Linked DNA regions of Danio rerio: region 2 is linked to region 1. A link is a contact called in public Micro-C data. All regions are on one chromosome and are shown on one strand. The core of a region is the stretch at or near the end of the contact, and the rest is flanking DNA. Distances in the headings are between cores, read along the strand shown.

Region 1 (5,668 bases), core at 3,136-5,635:
AAAAATATTAAGAATATTATGTACTTAGACTGTGCGAGAGGAGGGACAAAATGCTATCATGGAATAAAATCTACATCTTTCACAAATTCCATTTCACTGCACATCTTTTAGCTTGTTAGGAGATTTAAAGTGAAGATTTTGAAGAGAGCACACATGAACACGTACTGTTTTGCCATGGCAGAACCATGGAGTGACATAAGAGAATGTGAATAGTAAAGCAAATAAACAGGGAAATTAAAAACTTTGATCATTATTTATAGTAATAAATCAGACATTACTTTTAATCTCAATGTCTTTTTTTATGCTCCATAAACCTATTTGACAAAGTATGCGCACCCTATATATTTTATATATTCATCTCAATGTTTCCTTTGTATGTTTTTTTTATGCAGCATTGCTTTCATCAGCATTGGGATAAATTGAAAAAAATACTATTATTCCACAGTTAGGGCACAGGAGAGGGCAAATGCTTAGCTCTTTCTCATACGTCAGCCTCCACAAAGTTCCTGAAAGCAAAGATCAAGGTGTTCCAGCATTGGCCAGCCCAGTCACCAGACATGAACATTATTGAGCATGTCTGGGGTAAAATACAGGAGGCATTGAAGATGAATCCAAAGAAACTTGATGAACTCTGGGAGTCCTGCAGGAACGCTTTCTTTGCCATTCCAGATTACTTTATACTGTACATTATTTCTGTTAAGTGACAAGACTTTTGTCTAAGCAAAGTCAGACCTTACTGTCATAATTAAATAATTAAAAGTCAAGGCATGATCATATTTTATTTTGGTAAAAGACGCATAATCTAGAGGCCTTTGCCTCTCATACAAGCCACTTCTGATACCAAATGATCAACTAGAAGTCAAGTTATTATTTGTTGTTCCTAAAACTCGGATAGGCGACAAGACTTTTGTCAGGTAGTGTAGTCAGCCAGATCTAAATACAAACTGGCAGTCAATTGTGAGAAAGGCTGTTTAGGAAAACTAAAATAAACCATATTCATGGAAGATAAAAATTAATAATATTACATTTAAATATAGATACCAAAGGTGGACTGCGTAGCCTTTCAGTAACACAAACAGATACTGAATTCAACATGAACTGAAACTCAGTGAATTTTCAGTTCATGATCAATTTAATTAAATCATGTTTGGGGTAAATAATTTCTTTTAAGTAACTTCCTCAAATGTGAACTCAAATGATGCTGAATCCTTCTCCTCCTGTTTAACATCTAAAAACAAACATTAAACAAATGCATAACTTTGATCATCCACCGTTTAACCTGCCGATGAACATTTAGCCAGTAGCATTCCTTTCTTCGTTTACATTAAACATATTAAGACTCTAGTAAAACACTGTGCAACAAAAAATTATTAATTAACTTTGCCTATTCATACATTACAGTTTCAGGGGTTAGACTAAAAGCACTTTAGTACTTTTCCACATACTTTAAGAACCTGGTACGATTTACAGTACACACCAGGCCACACATCTTTCAAGAAATTGCTGACTGGCGGTTTGAATGCGATATAGAATTAAATATGCAGATTGCAACTTGTACATGACTCAGGTCTCTTTCCTTTGGACTTAAATATCAAAGCCAACATAACTGTACTCGTTTTTACATTAGGCATGGGCCGGTATAAGATTGTGACAGTATGATAAGCTTGGATAAAAATGTCATTGTTTCACGGTATTGTGATTACTGCTCTAAAAGATAGTTTTAAAAGCTATAATTAACAAAATTTATGCAAAACAAATTACAATTTTTAAAATGTAATTTTGTTTCCTCATGTTCAATAAAATATTTTCAGAATTCTGAGGTCTAAATCAAGGTTGATATTTATTTTGAGGGAAACTACACCTTTAACTTCTAGATTATTTTAAAATGCTATATATAAAAAAAAAAACAGTGTCATTTATTTAATCGACACTCACAATGAGAGCCTAATCTAAAAGTCTTCTGAAAATCAAATCAAAACAGAATATTTTTCACAAATGCAATGTAGCATAAACAATATTAAATTAAAGACAATCAGAATGCCTTAAAGTTTTAAAAGCTGTAATGAACAACATTTATGCACAACATAAATGTATGCATAAAAACATGAAAAACTTCTAAACAAATATTTAAGGATGTAAGGAAGACAATTAAACCATATTGCTAAATAGCCAATAAATGTTAAACTTTCTTTTTTTTTAGATAGATTTGTTGGTTTTACTGATTGGCTATAGCTTTACATGGACAATTAGTAAAAATTCTGACATGATTAAATGTATTTAAGACCCACAACAACATATTGCAGTGAATTTTTTAAGGCCTTACATTTAGTTTTTGAAATTTAAGACATTTTAAGACCCCGCAGACATGCTGAGAAAACTAAAACTTTTTTACCCTTTGAACACAATATATTTTCTTTTGAGAAACATTAAAATATTTTGGAGCAGCAAACATGTCAGACTGCTTTCTTCATTAGTTAAAAAAATATTTTCTTTACAGTTTAAAATAGCATCTTTGGGTATTTTTCTGCTGGCGATACTGCTTTCCTAAAAAGCTGAAAAAAAAAATGTAAATAAAAAATCTTACACATACCTTAGAAACGGTATAGCAGAAAATGTTGACTGTTTTAAAACCTTGACTTTTCCAAACCACAATATACCTTAAAAAACGGTTATCATCCCATGCCTATTTTACGTCAACGTTTAAAATGATAGGATTTAAATAGTAGACTTGCAACTTGTACGTACAGACTCACGACTTGTATTTTTAAGTACATGACTCAGGTTTCTCCTTTGGACTTAAATATCAAAATCAACATAACTGTACTCGTGACTTCATCAATGAACAATGTTTAATGCGATACGGAGTTAAATATGAGGCTGTCAACTTGTAGGAACAGTTGTACATAACTCAGTTCCCTCTCCATTGGACTCAAATATCAAAGCCAACATAATTGCACTCGTGTTTACATCTATGAACAATGTTTAATGCGATGCAGAGTTAAATAGGAGGCTGGCAACTTATGTGTACACTTGTACATGACTCAGAACTCTCTCCTTTGGACTCAAATGTCAAAGCCAACATAACTGCACTGATATTTACACCTAACAATTTGCAGCCTTGAACCATATCACCATTAGCATTGAAAACTACAAGATAGATCCAGTGTGCCAGCTAAAATAAACAGCAATTCCTTAATATTTTTAAAAGGCACCAACATAGATCCAAATGATTCACAAACACCTGCTTCCTAAGGCCACTCTCAAGACAGCTGACCTGAATTTTCAGGGGTTACACCAGGGCTCTTAATGTTATGATAAACAACATGGGTTTTGTGGTTTCTTCAGTACGTAATCTGCTGTAATATCACAAGAAACACTGCAACGCTGGTTTCACCTGGTCACTAGACATAAATCATGATAATGCATTCTTATTTGGCTTATTCGAGGTAATTATAAAACTATAAATGTGCTTTAAATACATTACCTTTCCTAAGGGAGAAACAAACACATCTAAAAATCCGTCAATTGGAGTGTCATGGTCAATAATTAAAGAAAATAACATAACAAACAAAACATTTCAATTACAATACAGCACAAAGTTTAGTGTGCCATCATAAAAATCAGCACATTACCAGACTGTAACTTGTATTAAAAGGGATTTGATAACAGTTTAACTGGATAGAACACTTGATTTTACATTGAATGTTATGTAAATGTGTGAAGCAAAAGTCTGTGTTGACTTCGAAAACTTGCTAACTTTGATATGTATACTTGAATAATTCAATTATTATATTATGCTTAATGAAACTGACAGTTCTTGATTACCTAACACTGGAATTTAGGGAAATGTGGGAATAACAAAACTGATGAGCTTGATACAATTACTAACCTCTTATTTGTAATATTTATAACAATGAAATTACATTAGGCTTTATAAAATGTATCCCTCTCATCTGTCATACTGGAACACACAACATGGGTTATGAAAAAATGATAAACATACAGTATTAATATGGTGGAAGACATGTCTGTGTCTTAAAGGTGGTGTGGTTTGAAAAAACAGTACTTACTTCATCCTCTGAAAGTCCATAAATGGGTTCAAAATTCGTAGCCATAAAGCCAAAAGGCAATTTAACACACACATACACAAAAACACACACACACTAGTGTGAAAGCTGGAACAATAGCAAAGTGTGTCCTCCTCCACCTCCAAGTTAATCCAAAGCAACGAAGTCTGACTCCAAAAACGGTTATCCTTTTAAACCATATCGTGCCTAAAGATGTACGTCCGCCAGTTTAATCTCATTTAACGGCGGAATTTAGGTGGATACACGCTTAATTTCCCCCAACAATATGATTTCCCCTCGTCAAGTGCAAACGCGAATCATTCACTTCCTCTCAGGATCCGAAACACTCCCAGCTGAAATGATTGACAACATATTACGCCAATCACAAGCTTTTCCGAAACTCAAGAAGGATGGAATAACCAATTAGCGTCGACGGTAGGCGGGGCTATGTTGTTACACTTTTGTGGAGTAATCAGGGATGGGTAGTTTCCTACATCTCAATATAGGACTGATATGAGATTGGCATTGAACTATGTCGTATGTTGATAAGTGGAGCTGAGTGTGTGTATTATGTAAGTATATGATTTATTGTTGCTTAAGTAATATAAAGATCCATTGATAATCTTCTTGAATCTTAAAGCCGTTTAAGTGGACTCATATTAGCAGTGTTCTTGCACCCTCTAGAGTTAAAAAGCGACACTGTCAAAACATGATCATTTATTTATGATTAACATCCAAAACTGGGCAAAGTCCAATCGCTATGTATCATGAGTCATTGTACATGTGAAATAGCCTACAGGAACGGAACTAAAAGATGTTTTCTGCTGGTTTATAGGCTACTGGTCTTTTGTTGCTCGTGACTTTAAGTGATGCCTAACAGACTAAACTGAACTTGAGGATCAAACTAAGACATTTTGAGGTAAAAGTTTGTGAAAGAAGGCCTTTTTGGGGGTCAGACAGTCTAACAAATTTTGCCCAAAGGCAAAACATAAATGTTCGTTCAAGTTGCCTAATATAAAGTGATATAGAAAATCCATTCATTCATTCATTTTCTTTTTGGCTTGGTAATCAGAGCTCGCCACAGTGGAATGAACCACCAACTTATGCAGCACATAGTTAACGCAGCGGATGGCCTTCCAGCTGCAACACAACACTGGGAAACCATAAACATAAAATGGCATGCCTTTATTTGAATAATTAAGAAAAATCCAGGTGTATAATAATAATAATGATAATAATAATAATAATAATAATAATAATAATAATAATAATAATAACGATAATAATAATAATAATAATAATAATTATTATTATTATTATTATTATTATTATTATTATTATTATTATTTATTTATTTATTTATTTATTTATTTATTTATTTATTTATTTATTTATTTATTTATTATTATAAAAATTATAATAAGCGGTTCATTCTGGTCTGGCAACCCCTGATTAACAAAGGGACTACGCCAAAAAGAAAATGAATGAATGAATAATAATAACAATTATTGTTATAATTGTAATAATCATAAAAGGTGATTTATTCCGCTGGGGCGACCCCTGATTATTAAAGGAACTAAGCCTAACATAAAATGAATAAA
Region 2 (4,942 bases), core at 1,194-3,693, 62 kb after region 1:
AATGGCTACATATTTCCAACATTCTTCAAAATATCTTCTTTTGTGCTCAACAGAAAAAAAGAGACAGTCATATTTGGAACAAAAGGAGAATGAGTAGATGAAGGAATTTTACAATTTTAGTGAACTATCCCTTGAACTTTTTAGGGTTTTACCCTGTTCGCACTACATCATTTATATTAGCCCCCCCTAGAGGGCACAACTTGAAAGTTAGCTGTAATAGTAACACTTCTATGCTAGATCAACACTGTGTTGAATACATTTTTTTATACTTGTTACTTTTTTAAAAGCAATATATTACAATATTAAGTCACTTTTGATGAAGTAACTGAACATGTTTAAGAAAAATGCATATTTAAAAGCATATTTAAGAAAAATGTAAAGATTTGTCATTTTTGCTTTTTTTTTTACGATTGTAATATATACTCTGGGCGAAGCATTGGCGCAGTAGGTAGTGCTGTCGCCTTACAGCAAGAAGGTCGCTGGTTCGAGCTTTGCATGTTCTCCCTGCGTTCGAGTGGGTTTCCTCCGGGTGCTCCGGTTTCCCCCACAGACCAAAGACATGCGGTACAGGTGAATTGGGTAGGCTAAATTGTCCATAGTGTATGAGTGTGTGTGTGTGTGAATGTGTGTGTGGATGTTTCCCAGAGATGGTTTGCGGCTGGAAGGGCATCCGCTGCGTAAAAACTTGCTGGATAAGTTGGCGGTTCATTCTGCTGTGGCGCCCCCGGATTAAAATAATAATAATAATAATAATAATTTTTATTTATATAGCGCCTTTCCAGAGCTCAAGGACACTTTACAAGGGACCTTGTAAATAAAAAAGGGACTAAGCCCACAAGAAAATGAATGAATGTATACTGAATTAATATATTAATCTACCCAATTAAAAAAATCCATACTTGTTCCTAAATGACCACAGTTAATGTGTTTAATCAAACTAAATATTGATTTCTAAACTTTTGGGGATAAAACAGTTTTGCGTTGTATAAAATGAATATAAACAAGTCAGAAAATGTCTCACCTTTTTGTTATTATACACAAAAATTATTTAAATGCCAGTATTTTAATTTTAAATAAATATTGATTATATATATATATATATATATATATATATATATATATATATATATATATATATATATATATATATATATATATATATATATATATATATATATAAATGTCATAAGTCAAATTCATAAATAAATAAATTCAAAAATAAACAAATTAAAAAATACAATTAATTAATTAATTAAAAAATAATAATAAATAAAAAAATATAGAAACATTTACAAATAAAAAAATATTAATTTAAAAACAAATAAATAAATTCATAAATAAACAAATAAAAGTAAATACATAAACTTTTAAAAAGTATATTTATAAATAAATAAATAATTAAAAAATAAACAAATAATTTATCAATTAAAATAAATAAATAAAAAAAGAACATTTAATAGAAACAAATTCAAAAGATTAATTTATAAAGTATTAATTAAAAAATAATCTATTAAAAATGAATAAAATATATTCATTCATTTATTTTATTTTCGGCTTAGTCTGTCTTTTTTAATCCGGGGTCGTCACAGCAGAATGAACCGCCAACTCATCCAGCACGTTTTTATGCAGTGGATGCCCTTCCAGCCGCAACCCATTTCTGGGAAACATTCACACACACACTCATTCACTATCATACACTCCGGACAATTTTAGCCTACCCAATTCACCTGTACCGCATGTCTTTGGACTGTGGGGGAAACCGGAGCACCCGGAGGAAACCCACGCTAACGCAGGGAGAACATGCAAACTCCACACAGAAACACCAACTGACCCAGCCGAGGCTCGAACCAGCGACCTTCTTGCTGTGTGGCGACAGCACTACACTGCACCACTGCGTCACCATAAAATAGTTAATTCAAAAATAGATAAACACACACATACTGTATATACACACACATCGAACTGCAGAATTACATTTTTGGCGATAACAGAGCTCACAGCCCATAATGCAACTCGAAAGTTTAAAGAAACATTAAACAGCAGTCACCGGGAAAATTACCAGATCTTTTTGTTGTTGCTTGTTTTCTTAATATGACACATTTTAACATTTAGTTCAACATGAACTCAGAACAGACTAGAAAACAGTTAACCATCAGTTTGTTTGTGACGTTATCCGAGATCTTAGAGGAAAGAAGCACTTAGAGCAACAGCCGGCATTAAATCAGCCGTTGCACAAATCGGTTTAATCATTGACCGTCCAGTCTGAGTTTATGTCTTCATTAGTGTTCAGAAACCTGAGGGAGGCCAGCTATTCAGAACAACACAGACTAGATCGAACCAGATTTCTTTACCCAAAGGCTGTGCTTCAGTGAAACTAAGGCATGAACGCTAATGATTGCCTAGTGACAGAATATAACCTGACAGCAATACTATTGGCTGAGTGCACGCTTGACGACATGACTAATGATGAAGGCATTGCTGAAACTTATGACTCAACTCAACTCATAACACAACTTTAAGCTAAAACTCGGCTAGCAAAAACATTTTTTTATGTACCTGTCAATTTTGAGGTTAAGGATATGCATAAAGAAACTTAAAAGAGAGATCACACTTTATCAATTTGTGTCTGTAGATTTTAATTATGATGCTAATTTTTAATGCTTAAAGGTGGAGTAGGTGATTGTCTTCAGAAGCATTTTTTGTTGTGCTGGTTGAAAGTCTCTTCACAGTCTAATAGTAATGATTAAAGTAAAGGATCCAAATGTATTTATATGTATTATTATATTTATAATATTATTATAAATATTATTATTATTATATTTATTATATATATAAAGGCATAAAACGTAAAATGTTCATCCAATTAATTTGAGTCGGGCCGACATTTCTCAGAATTCCGATAAGTAGCCCAATCATGCAGATAAGAACAACTGTGCAGACGTTTGTACGCAGCTTCGCCGACCGCCGCGCGTTCACGAAAGAGAGCACACGCTCGTGCGATCGGTAAAAACCTGCTGAATCAAACCTTTTTAAAAACCTGAACCAATATTATAGTTACCTTTGCATGCTGGAGAAAGGATGACACAATGTCTGAAGGATTTCTCTTAGGCAGGTAATGTTCTGTTTTAGCTTCACGCAAAGCTGATGTAACGTTAGATGTTGTTACAAATGGGTTATATCTTCACAGAAGTGTTGTTCAGCTACTAAAATCTTCCGATGAAAGATTGATAAGACTATTTTCAGTTTCATAAGGGACCTTTTACAGCAGAGTTGTCAAACTCAATTCCTGGAGGGCCGAAGCCTCTTCTCTGACCACATTTCTAGAACTGCTCGATCGTGCAGATTCGCACTCTATAACATCAGAAAGATCCGACCCTTCTTATCTGAACATGCAGCTCAACTCCTTGTTCAAGCTCTTGTTCTCTCCAAACTGGATTACTGCAACTCTCTACTAGCTGGGCTTCCAGCTAACTCTATCAAGCCTCTTCAACTGCTCCAGAATGCAGCAGCACGAGTGGTCTTCAATGAACCTAAACGAGCACATGTCACTCCGCTGCTAGTCCGTTTGCACTGGCTGCCAGTTGCTGCTCGCATCAAATCCAAAGCTCTGATGTTTGCCTACAAAGTGACTTCTGGCCTAGCACCTTCTTATCTGCACTCACTTCTGCAGATCTATGTGCCCTCCAGAAACTTGCGTTCTGTGAATGAACGTCGCCTCGTGGTTCCATCCCAAAGAGGGAAGAAATCACTTTCGCGAACGCTCACGCTCAATCTGCCCAGTTGGTGGAATGAACTCCCTAGCTGCATCAGAACAGCAAAGTCACTCGCTACTTTCAAGAAACGACTAAAAACTCAACTATTTAGTCTCCACTTCACTTCCTAATCTGCAATTGCCTCTCTGAATATCACACTAACTGTACCAAAAAAATAAATAAATACTAATACTACTAATACTTCCCTTCTTAGACTTTACAGACCTGAAACTTGCCTATAGCACTTATTCATTGTTGCTCTTAGTTGTGTAAATTGCTTCCTTGTCCTCATTTGTATAAATTCTCATTTGGATAAAAGCGTCTGCTAAATGTAAATGTAAATGTAAATGCACAGTTTAGTTCCAACCCTGCTCCAACACACTTACCTGTAGGTTTCAAACAAGCCTGAAGGACTCAATTAGTTTGATAAGGTGTGTTTAATTAGGGTTGGAACTAATCTGTGCAGAGCTGCGGCCCTTTTGGAACTGAGTTTGACACCGGTGTTTTACAGCATCAATAATGTAGATTTTAATTAGTTTAACAACAAAACACAATTAAATACCGCTATTCCGTCTAGTCTCTCCCTATATATATATATATATATATATATATATATATATATATATATATATATATATATATATATATATATATATATATATATATATATATATATATATTAGTCGCTTTTAACACATGAGAGAGGGTTCTTTTGCTGTGCTCGTGTTCAAGGAGGCGTGGCTTTAGACGGCAGGGGAGGGACTGTGATTCAGAGATTTATGCTAAGCTGTTAGCATTGTGGAAGATCACCAACTGCACCTTTAATCGGCACTTACAAAACTTCACAGTCTTATTCCTATTTTTTATTTTGAATTTTACAGAGGTATTTGTTCATTCATATTTTGCTTTATTGTTTACAAATATCTAAAAAAAAATACTCTTACTATACTACTTGTAAAATGTACTATCTAATAGAAAATGAGTTAAAATCTCACTTAAATACCTGTACTTTCATATTAATGACGAACTTGTGCTTGCTTTGTGTTTGTGTAGGAATATGATGCTGAAAGGCAAAAGAACTATAACGTGTTCAGCCTTCACTCTGATAGAGAATACATGGTGCAGGTGCGGTGTAAACCAGATCATGGCTTCTGGAGTGAATGGACACAAACCACCTACGTCAAAATGCC

What was found. Hi-C and Micro-C count contacts between places; a contact is called where the count stands out from the background.
Region 2: a contact with region 1 is called in a Micro-C map of caudal fin, with 2.5 times the contacts expected there. The contact joins the enhancer-like site here to the promoter of nedd4l in region 1. A contact is called at or near these places in 2 of 18 Hi-C or Micro-C datasets (caudal fin and an unstated tissue).

What each region holds. Positions count from the first base shown.
Region 1 is chr21:12,416,266-12,421,933 of GRCz12tu, forward strand. nedd4l (NEDD4 like E3 ubiquitin protein ligase) reads right to left here and starts at 4,386. Exons shown (of 31, transcript XM_682997.8): 1 at 4,071-4,386. The coding sequence starts at 4,115.
Region 2 is chr21:12,480,343-12,485,284 of GRCz12tu, forward strand. prlra (prolactin receptor a) reads left to right here. Exons shown (of 9, transcript NM_001431060.1): 6 at 4,806-4,942. Among named protein-coding and RNA genes, the nearest start is that of agxt2, 22 kb to the right of the region's middle. Within about 2 kb of position 2,444, at least 3 of the 62 cell types and tissues checked have an H3K27ac peak or open chromatin away from gene starts, as enhancers often do.